2 separate regions of the Arachis hypogaea genome follow, and region 1 is linked to region 2. The links are chromatin contacts, called in public Hi-C maps. All regions are on one chromosome and are shown on one strand. Each heading gives the region's core, a stretch centred on a gene start, on an enhancer-like site or on the middle of the called end of the contact. The rest is flanking DNA. Distances are from core to core; before and after follow the strand shown. Region 1 overlaps LOC112779488 (protein REDUCED CHLOROPLAST COVERAGE 3). Region 2 holds the start of LOC112775929 (pyrophosphate-energized vacuolar membrane proton pump).

Region 1 (5,590 bases), core at 2,630-5,129, 85 kb before region 2:
TGTAAATTTTTCCTCAGACTTCAATTATAGCCATATTGAAACCTTTTACTTTTTTGGTGCTAAGCTCCTAAGGGAAATGACGAAAGAAGGAAAATGATTAAAAAAATAAATAGAAGTTCTACACTTTCTGGATGTATATATGATGATGAATCAATGATTTTATTCATGGTCTTCAGAAACATAATTTAGATGTCAATCAATAACTTTTGATTACACTTTGTTTATTTAGGCCACCATATATCAGCAGAAGGCCTTGGACATAAACGAGAGGGAGCTTGGGCTTGATCATCCTGACACAATGAAAAGCTATGGGGATCTTTCGGTCTTTTATTATCGTTTGCAGCACATTGAGCTTGCTCTGAAGTAAGTAAACAAGCTTTTGCAGCACATTTTTTACCATAATCCTGTCGAACTTCTTCATTATATCAATTTTGAGTCAATCTGGCGCAAACACCTCCATTTGCCTTTCTCATTGATCCAAATTTGTATTCTTTTACAGGTATGTCAACCGTGCTCTATTCCTTCTTCATTTTACGTGTGGGCTTTCCCATCCTAACACAGCTGCGACATATATAAATGTCGCGATGATGGAAGAGGGAATGGGAAATGTCCATGTGGCACTCAGATACTTGCATGAAGCTCTTAAATGCAACAAAAGATTGTTAGGAGCTGATCATATACAGGTCTCTCTCTCTCTCTCTCTCTCTCTCACATATGTCCTTTCTACCTAGCACTTATTTTTGTAAAAACTTTCCACAAAAAGTTATTCGGTGTTGTAAGAATTGAGTTTAAGCCACCATCATAAACATATAATTCAGGAGCTGATCATGTATGTGGTAATTCATGTTTTAGACTGCTGCTAGCTATCACGCCATTGCGATAGCACTTTCATTGATGGAAGCATATTCACTGAGTGTGCAACATGAACAAACTACACTCAAGATACTTCAAGCAAAGCTTGGACCTGAAGATCTTCGTACACAGGTCAATACCTTTTCTTTCTGGTTTTTACCATTGTATGTTAAAGAAGCTTCAATTTAATAGCTTTCTTGGGTTGGGTTGACTTGATGCTTTATCTGCCATTTTTTATTGAGATTTTTGGTTTGCAATGTAGGATGCGGCGGCATGGCTTGAATATTTCGAATCGAAAGCCATAGAGCAGCAAGAAGCGGCTAAAAATGGAACTCCAAAGCCGGATGCATCTATTGCAAGTAAAGGCCACCTTAGGTACTGACATGGTATCCCCATATTACTGTGTTTCGAATTGCTTACATTTCACAGCACAGAGATGTTTTGACCTTTCTGTTTTCCATGCAGTGTGTCAGATCTCATGGATTTCATAAGTCCTGATCAAGACTCAAAAGGAAATGATACTCAGAGGAAACAACGTCGTGCAAAGGTTCGCAGATTCAATACTTGCTTCTTATTTTTGATACAATCAAAACATGTGACATCTTTTTTTCCTGCCCATACTCCGAACAAATTTTTATATTTATTGAAGTCCATTTTGAATGGCATTCAATCTCTTGTATTATTTCATGTTATTTCTTAAAAGTTTGGTTAGTTTAAAATCAGATGCATCTTTTTAAACTTTACATGAATCTTATAATGTATTTGGTATGCGTTGCGTATGTGATTTCTCAGATAGTCCCACTGAATGATTCCCATCAAGAACATGATGATGGACTAGCAGAGGATGAGGGAATTATTTTTGATGACTCAAAAGATGCTACGAGTATTACAAAGACGGTGGAAGAAAAAAACAGCACAGTTATTGATTCCAAAGAACTAAAAGAAAATAGTGGTCTAACTAGGCATGAGCCAGTGACAAGTGAAGTAGTCTACGAGACATCGTCCGATGAAGGTTGGCAAGAAGCTAATTCAAAAGGGCGGTCTGCAAACCCAGCCAACCGCAAATTTGGACACAGAAAACGTCCTCTTTTGACAAAGGTCAGTATTGATAATTATAATTTTAGAGAAGGCGGTTACAGGAATGACACTCCTTCACCACCAAAGAAGGGATCTCCAAAAGTCACTTTAGCTACTCTGTCTCCATCTAGACAATCGAAAGTTCGCAGCCAGAATTCCAACGAGGATTTTGTTAGTCATCCTACAAAAGCTTCCATGTCCAAAATTTCGTCTCCTCCGCCGTCTCTAAGTTCCTTGGCTTCCAAGTCTATATCATACAAAGAAGTTGCGCTGGCACCACCAGGTACGGTTTTAAAGCCACTGTTGGAGAAAGTTGAGAGGGAAAATAATGAGGCCGAAAATGAGTCATCCACCAGTTCAACTGTGATATCAACAAATGAAGGAACTTGCCAAAGTTCCATAGTTGATTCAGCTTCAAAGCATGATGAAACTCAAGGAACTCATGAAACCGAAATTCAACAAGAAAATTGTTCCTCGGAATCTGAGGTTTCCCCTGTTCCAGATCAGGTAAAACCTACAGAAACTAATGGTAGTAAGCTTTCGGCCGCGGCAAAACCATTCAATCCAGGAATGTTGTCTATGTCAAACCACCATTTAAGCATATATGATGCTAATGTTAGCCAAGGCATGCTTGTTGAGCCTGTTCTTCCTCCTGCTGCTGCTAGAGTTCCTTGTGGTCCAAGATCACCTCTATATTATCGAACCAACTATGCGTTTCGCATGAAGCATGGTTTCACTAAAAGCCATACTCCTATCAGGGAAAGAACATATGGTGCTCCAAGAATCATGAATCCACATGCACCCGAGTTTGTTCCCAGAAATGCTTCTCAATTAGACACTGGCAATGCCAATGTTTCATCCGAAGAAAACAAGGCCGATGAGAAATTCGTCAAAGGCAAAGATAGTTCTCTGAAAAGCAGCATTTCTGAGTCCGAGAAGTCGGAGATAGCAAGGCAGATATTGCTCAGTTTTCTTGTGAAATCTGTTCAGCAGAACATTGATTCTGTGGATGAGTCGAAAGCTAGCGAAGGAAAGCATGAAAAGTCAGAGAACTCTTCTTCTGATGCAATAGCTAAAGACAGTGCTATCATAAAAATCACGTATGGGGATGAAGAAAATAACAAGGTTCCAAATTCCAGTGATAGTGAAGAGCCTGAGGATGTAAGTAGAAAAGTGAATGGAGATGGTGAAGGATTCATAGTTGTAACAAAGAGGAGGAAAAGCAAGCAAAAGATCACAAATGGGGTCACAGAATTGCACAACCAACAATCCATATGTGCTTCAGTTCGTTGAATAGAGAATCATATGAAAACCATCACCAATGCTCCAATGTTTTTTTGTTTTGTTCATCTGAGACTGAGAGTATGCTCTGACCAAAGATCTTGACATCATATTTTTGACAGTGTATAGCAGCAACATGGCAGGAATTTTGGTCATCCAATCTTAGTTTGTTCATATCAGAAGTACATTGGCTTTGTTTATTCTTCATCATATAATAAGGTCTATTCTCCTTAGAGATTTTGATTTGTTAATAAAAGAAAAAGCTAATTGGCAAGTTCATTTCAGTATTATTGTTACTGTTTTAGTGAACTTGGTAGGTTCATAAACATTCAATTAATAAGGTCTGAGTCTAACCAACTTAGATTGATTGAGTCGTTAGCTCACTCTATTCAACCAAGTGTCGGGGTTCAAATTTCGCTTTGTGCATACATCAACCTTTTGGTCAGCGGCAAATTCTTAAATGAATCTCAAATTTGTGACAGTTAGTCCTTGGCCTACTATGCTGGGGTTCAAATTCCGCCTTGTTCATATATCAACTTTTTGACCAACGGTAAACCCTTAAATAAAGTTCAAATTTACAACAGATTAATCATTGGCCTATTATGCTGAGAGATACCGTAAGAAATTAAAAGAAAAATTCCAAGTCTATATTGGGCTATGGTATGGGCCTGGTCAGTTTTTTCCTTTTTTGTCAGGGTATGAGCCTTATAGAAAAAAAAAGTAACATGGGTCTTGTTGGGCTTTACTTGCGACGTGATTCGCCCAAATTTTTGACATAGTAAAAAAAAAATTTTTAATTTCTGAATGATAATTTTTTCACCAACAATGAGATTATTATACTATATAGTATGTAGGGTTTATATTGAGGTTATAATTCTTTTCATTAATGTTGGTAAAGAGCATGTCACACTTCACTTCAATTAGGGAAGCTAAGATATTCTAACAACTTGCCAAATAAAAAAGTTAAGTTACATCACATCCAAGTGGGTTATAAGTTATAACCACTGCATAATAGTGCGTTAATAGCTTGAATGTGAAAACATATAGAGCAATAATAATAATCTTGATTATCATGGTGCATCATATCAGTTTGTGACTTTTAGATTGTGGGGTTTCTCTTGAATATTGTTTGTCAAAACATATATTAATAAAAAAAATGGGGGGCCAAAGTTTTTTGGAGTGATGAACTACTAACTTAATATTTTATGTGCACTTTTCTATGATGGATGTAGTAAGGGGATGCACCTATTTCATTGTTTTCAATAATATAACAAATTAAATCCACCAAATTTGCCCAATATTATTATTGTTATTTGATGTGTATAAGTACAACACAAAAAACAGGATTTGATTGGAACATGATTTCATTATTATCATTTATTTAATTAGTAATGTGTATATACTTCCAATTACTATTGACAAGAAAACATAGTTTGTAGAAAAAATGACAAATAGGTTTTTGACCTTTTGATTTACGGATATTTAAGTCTTCGAAAATTTGAAAATACATTTAAGTCCCTAACTTTTTTAAAATCTGGACACATCGATCCCTCTGTTCACTTGGATCTATCAGGCTCAACGAAAAAATCAAACATGACTTCCGTTGTACTGACGTGGCCGATATACGGATGCACACGTGGAAAAATTTTTAAAATAGGACAAATTAGATCCAGAGATCGATATCTCCAAATTTTGAAAAAATCGGGGACTTAACAAGAATTTAAATGTCTACAAACCAAAAGTTCAAGGACTTATTTGTCATTTACTCTAGTTTGTAATATAAAATAAATCATAATAAATTCAATTTGCCATATTCTCACATTAGTGTGTTTACCTCAAATTTAACAACAATATAATTACATCCTCTTCTCAAATTACTGAGGGAAATGCAAGGATAAAATGAAATTCAAGCTTCTAATTATGACAAATAAATTAAACAAGTTATTAATTAAATTAGAAGAGCAAGTTGCATGTAATAAAAAACAGAATATGCATATGAATCTATATATGAAACTGTTATAAGGTATAATTGACAACACTATTTTTGTATGCATGCATCTATATGAAAACTGTTTTATTGATTTGATGACTAGTAGGACCCTAAATTATGAAATGTTACCCAAAAAATCATGGTAACGAATACGGTTCATGAATTGTTTTCTCTGATAGGCGAGTTTGATACTATATCACAATCTAATTATCATTAAGTGAAGATATAGATATAAAGATTTTGTTTCTCTAATGTTCTAATAATTATTTGGTTGTTCAACATGTCCAAATCATGGTAGCAGCATAACAAAGATCATAACTTATGCATCACCTTTTTCTATTAGCTCAAATGGATAAAAGCAGGTGACCTGAATTTGTGTGAAATTAATCA
Region 2 (5,185 bases), core at 1,069-3,568:
GATGTGTTATCGGATAGGATGCTTTGCACGCCATTCAAAACAGCTTACGTCAGCGTCCCTAAGGCCGTTTCTTGCTGAATCTGAAAGCTCAGCTCCCACGATATTCTCAGCTCACCAATCACAATCCTCTGCACCCATGACCACCGGAGCCACTAATCACACACCCTTCATTCTTCCCATCATACTCATCACCGACACCCTACTTCCATCCAATGCTGGAAAATCACCCTCGGTCCCACCAATTACCTAACGCATACGGAATATTCCTCTATGCCAACAATCATAATATATATAGAGTCTTATGATATTCATTTTTTTTACAAAAAATTGGTATAATACATTTTTTTTAATGATATGCGATTATAGTTTAATACAGTTAAAAATAAAAATTAAATTTATAAAAATATAAACAGTATAATTTCTCTTAAATGTTTTGGTCATAACTCTTATATATTGTTATATGTTGTTATTCTTGTTAACTTTTTTCTTAAGCGAAATAAAGCATAATAGCCCCTTTCTTAATATTTATTTTTGCTTAGTTTAAATTATTTGAGTAAGTAATAAGAAAACTAATGATACCAAAGCTTTAAGGTGATGATCCAATTTGATTGCCGCGTTTATTTATAAGGATATACGATGGTGTCCTCTTTATCACACGAAGAATATAAAAATAATACATTGAATTACTCTTTTATTCGTACCTACTTAATCTGATTTAATTTGAGATGAATATCAAATAAAAAATTTTGTATTTATATAAAAAATATTTAACCACTAAATCAAGATCTTTAATTAAAAATTTGATACTTTTATTTTTTATAAGAAAATTAAATTTATTTAATAATATATACATACTAAATTATAATTCCAAGATCTTCTCAAATTATTGGATATTACATTTTTTTTTATGATTCGCGAAATCGTAGATAGAGTCGAATATCCCCAAATTAAGGACGATAATATTAAAATTGACATGTTATAAACATAAGTATAGAGTAAGATTGAATTTTAGTAAAAAATAAATTCACGAGTAGGATTAGAATTAGGTCTAAATCCTATCATATTATATTCATTATCACTTCTATATTGAATGGAGACACACTTTTTTTTTTTATTTTTTATTATTATTACTATCAAAATATATTCTTAATTCTAAATTTTGTGTGAAAAAAAAATAAAGATAAATTAGATTTTTTTTGTTTGTTCTCTCTTATATTTAGTTTATTATTAAATAAAATATAAAAATACTAATTTTTATATTTTTATTTTTTGTGTTATATTTTTAGTATTTTATTTTATCATATTTTTAAAATCAAATGCAACCTAAGTTGCATACAAAAAAAAAAAAGAAAATGAAAAAAATGCTACCAAATTAGTAAAATTTATTATTTTTATCCAACAATTAACTATTAATATTTAAAAGTGTTAGTTAAAAATATAAAATTAGACTAATAAACTAAATATATTGAGTTGCTAGCCAAAAGTACGGATTACTATAAATTAAAAATTACTGACTCTCAAACTTTTGTTTATAAAAAATTATTTTTTAATTTTAAATTAATAAGAGTAATTAAGCATTAAGCTGAAAGAAATTTCAATAGTTTTTTATTTTCGTATTTGTTTTTTTTTTCTTTTTGGAAATTATATGTATTCTCTATAAGAGATGGTTAAAATTGAGTTAATAAGACAACATTATGAGACTAATTTTTTTTAACGGAGTTTTAATATACAAAACTAGAACCATCATACATAAAAGCAATTAGGCATGTATAACTTGAAATATTTTCATTTAATAGGGTTTACGTTGCAAGCAATTATTTTTGTGTCACTTAGAATATAATAATAATTTTTTTGGGGTAAATTATAAATGCCAAGCAAAAATCCAAACAACTTAGATTTAGCTTACTAAAGTTTCTTTAATTTTTTTTAAGATATGTTTGTACTTTCAAAGAAGTATAAATATTTTATTTTATATTTTGTAAATAAAATTTATCCTTTTTTATTGGTCAACAGCAAATAATGCTAGTAAATGATTATTATAACAAAAAAACCATAAATAGTTAAATACATTGAATCAAATATTCGCTTACAAAAATATATTAATATCAATTATATTAGGTATATATTAAAATTAATCATTAAAGTTAATTATTAATATATTAAAAATAAATTAAATAATATTTATATTAATATATAAAATATATAATAATTAATTTTAATGATTAATTTTAATATATAAATAAAATTTTTGTATGAATATTATCACCTACGTAACCAGAGTTACACTATATAACCTCTCCAAGTAAATCTACCATATGTCCGCAGCATACCAAAATAAATAAAATAATAAATAATATAAAAAACTACCATATATCCGTGTGTAACACACTCTCCATTCTCCAAAATCATTTTCCTCTCTCCCGCCTTAATTTCATTCCATTTCCTCACTCATCCACCGTTCAAATCACTTCAAATCTAATGACACCAAATCCAACGGTCACAAAACAGGGTACAACATAACGTTCGTAACTTTCACGTACCCCATCATTCTCTCCCCCGCTATAAAACCGCAAGCCTCGCCGCACTCGAGCTCACATTCTCTCCGTGACTTACACTCCATTTCTCTCTGTGTTCCGGCGAACGCCGCTTTACATTTTTCCGGTGAGGTAACCGGCGGAGTTAGGTTTTTTCCGGCGAGAATGGGAGGGGCTATTCTGTCGGAGCTCGCGACGGAGATAGTGATTCCGGTATGCGCCGTCGTCGGGATCGTGTTCTCACTGGTGCAGTGGTTCCTCGTTTCAAAGGTGAAGCTCACACCGCACGCAACGTCGTCTTCGAGTGGTAACAGCAACAACAACAACAACGGGAAGAACGGTTACGGAGATTACCTGATCGAAGAGGAGGAAGGAATCAACGACCATAGCGTCGTGGTCAAGTGTGCCGACATTCAAAGCGCCATCTCCGAAGGTGAGATCTGAGCTTTTCTTACTTGAGATCTCGTTGTGTCGTCGGTTTATTTTTCTGGCGTGTCGTTTTTGGAGCTGAATCTAACGTTTTGTGTTTTGTTTTTTGTTTTTCTTATTTGTTCGGTTGAGTAGTTGTGTTAGTAAATAGTTATGCTTTCGAAAGGATAAGCTTGTTAGTGCTTGTTTGGATTTAAAGTGTTCGTGTTTCTGTGCCGTTTGCGGTCTTAACGACTGTGTAGATTAAGTTCCCGAATTATTGGAATTGAATGCTACTACTAGATATTATCGTGAATAGTGGATACACAAAGATCTAGCTTTATCTGTTTATCTGAAAGCCTGAAATATAGCTGTTGTCAAAATATCTTAGTGTTTTATCACTTTATGGTTTAATATGAAGTCGTTGTTTTTCTTATTATTAATCTGCTATTATTAGTACATCCGTCCTATTATTATCTAGTGTTAGTGCGGTTATTATTTTTAGTTGTTGTTATTATTATTTTGTAATAAATTAATAATTAATTAATAATCCATCTAGTACTGTTGATATTTTACTGTGGGGTTTTATCATATTACAAATTGTTCTGATTCCAAGAATGATGGAAGCATCCTAAATCGGTATATATCCTGCTGCCTGTATAAATATTATGATTTTGATGAAGAAAGTAATTTGCTTTAAAATAATCAACCTGACTGTGGTGGTTCCTTAATCTAGAATGCTGATACCTAATCACCGCATGGCATGTGATAGACTAATATGGCACATTGCTGATTTGCTTACACATTTAGTGTTGGGACTTGGATGGGTATTTTGGTCTTTGTACTTACAAGCTCTGAATTTGTTTGCAGGTGCCACATCCTTTCTTTTCACTGAATATCAGTATGTGGGAATCTTCATGGTTGCTTTTGCGGTTCTGATCTTCCTTTTCCTGGGTTCTGTGGAAAGCTTCAGCACCAAGAGCCAGGCTTGCACATATGACAAGACTAAGATTTGCAAGCCAGCCCTTGCAACTGCATTGTTCAGTACTGTATCATTCTTGCTCGGTGCTTTGACTTCGGTTCTCTCTGGTTACCTTGGGATGAAAATTGCAACCTATGCCAATGCCAGGACAACCTTGGAAGCAAGAAAGGGAGTTGGGAAGGCTTTTATCACTGCATTCAGGTCTGGTGCAGTGATGGGTTTTCTGCTTGCAGCAAATGGTCTTTTGGTGCTCTACATTGCCATTAATGTCTTTAAGATATATTATGGTGATGATTGGGAAGGTCTTTTTGAGGCTATAACTGGTTATGGCTTGGGTGGATCTTCCATGGCTCTGTTTGGGAGAGTTGGTGGTGGTATCTATACCAAGGCTGCTGATGTTGGTGCTGACCTTGTAGGAAAAGTTGAAAGAAATATCCCTGAGGATGATCCAAGAAACCCTGCTGTAAGTCACATTTCCCCCCTTTCTACTTCCTTTTTCCATTTTCTTCACAGGAAGAATTGATTGAAGAATAATGTAGTTATCTCATCAGTCCTCCCTGTATTTGCTGAAACAATTGATCCATTTTCATGATCTTATCAGGTGATTGCTGACAATGTTGGTGACAATGTTGGAGATATTGCTGGGATGGGCTCTGATCTTTTTGGCTCCTATGCTGAATCATCTTGTGCTGCCCTTGTTGTTGCTTCCATTTCCTCATTTGGAATCGACCATGACTTCACTGCCATGTTGTATCCCCTACTTGTCAGCTCTGTGGGCATTCTCATCTGTTTGATTACTACTCTCTTTGCAACTGATTTCTTTGAGATCAAAGCCGTCAAGGAAATTGAACCAGCATTGAAAAAGCAGCTTATCATTTCTACAGCACTCATGACTGTTGGAATTGCAATTATTAGTTGGCTTGCTCTCCCATCGACCTTCACTATTTTCAACTTTGGAGCTCAGAAAGAAGTTAAGAGCTGGTACGTTAAGTTTGTTTTAATGTTTTTTTATGGGAAAAAATTGTTTGTTGAATTTCTTGGCCTGGTTTTGTATATACATAGTATTGCTTTAGATTATTCCATTAAAACCTCGTGTCTCCGTTTCTTGATTATATTCCCATATTTCATTTATTTTTGTTATCTTGGATTGTTGATAACGTTTTTAATAGAGTTGTTTTTACATGGTTGACATTTTCAGGCAGTTATTCCTATGTGTGGCCGTAGGACTCTGGGCTGGACTTATTATAGGGTTTGTCACGGA

The links. Hi-C and Micro-C count contacts between places; a contact is called where the count stands out from the background.
Region 1: a contact with region 2 is called in a Hi-C map of leaf, with 2.2 times the contacts expected there. The contact joins the enhancer-like site here to the promoter of LOC112775929 in region 2. A contact is called at or near these places in 3 of 8 Hi-C or Micro-C datasets (all in leaf).

The regions. Positions count from the first base shown.
Region 1 is chr19:2,082,015-2,087,604 of arahy.Tifrunner.gnm2.J5K5, reverse strand. It overlaps LOC112779488 (protein REDUCED CHLOROPLAST COVERAGE 3), which reads left to right. Exons shown (of 24, transcript XM_025823782.3): 19 at 230-363; 20 at 500-683; 21 at 853-984; 22 at 1,115-1,227; 23 at 1,318-1,399; 24 at 1,645-3,494. The coding sequence ends at 3,222. Among protein-coding and RNA genes, the nearest start is that of LOC112779488, 12 kb to the left of the region's middle. Within about 2 kb of position 3,879, at least 3 of the 3 cell types and tissues checked have open chromatin away from gene starts, as enhancers often do.
Region 2 is chr19:1,996,027-2,001,211 of arahy.Tifrunner.gnm2.J5K5, reverse strand. LOC112775929 (pyrophosphate-energized vacuolar membrane proton pump) reads left to right here and starts at 2,318. Exons shown (of 8, transcript XM_025819838.3): 1 at 2,318-2,967; 2 at 3,813-4,387; 3 at 4,526-4,905; 4 at 5,123-5,185. The coding sequence starts at 2,700.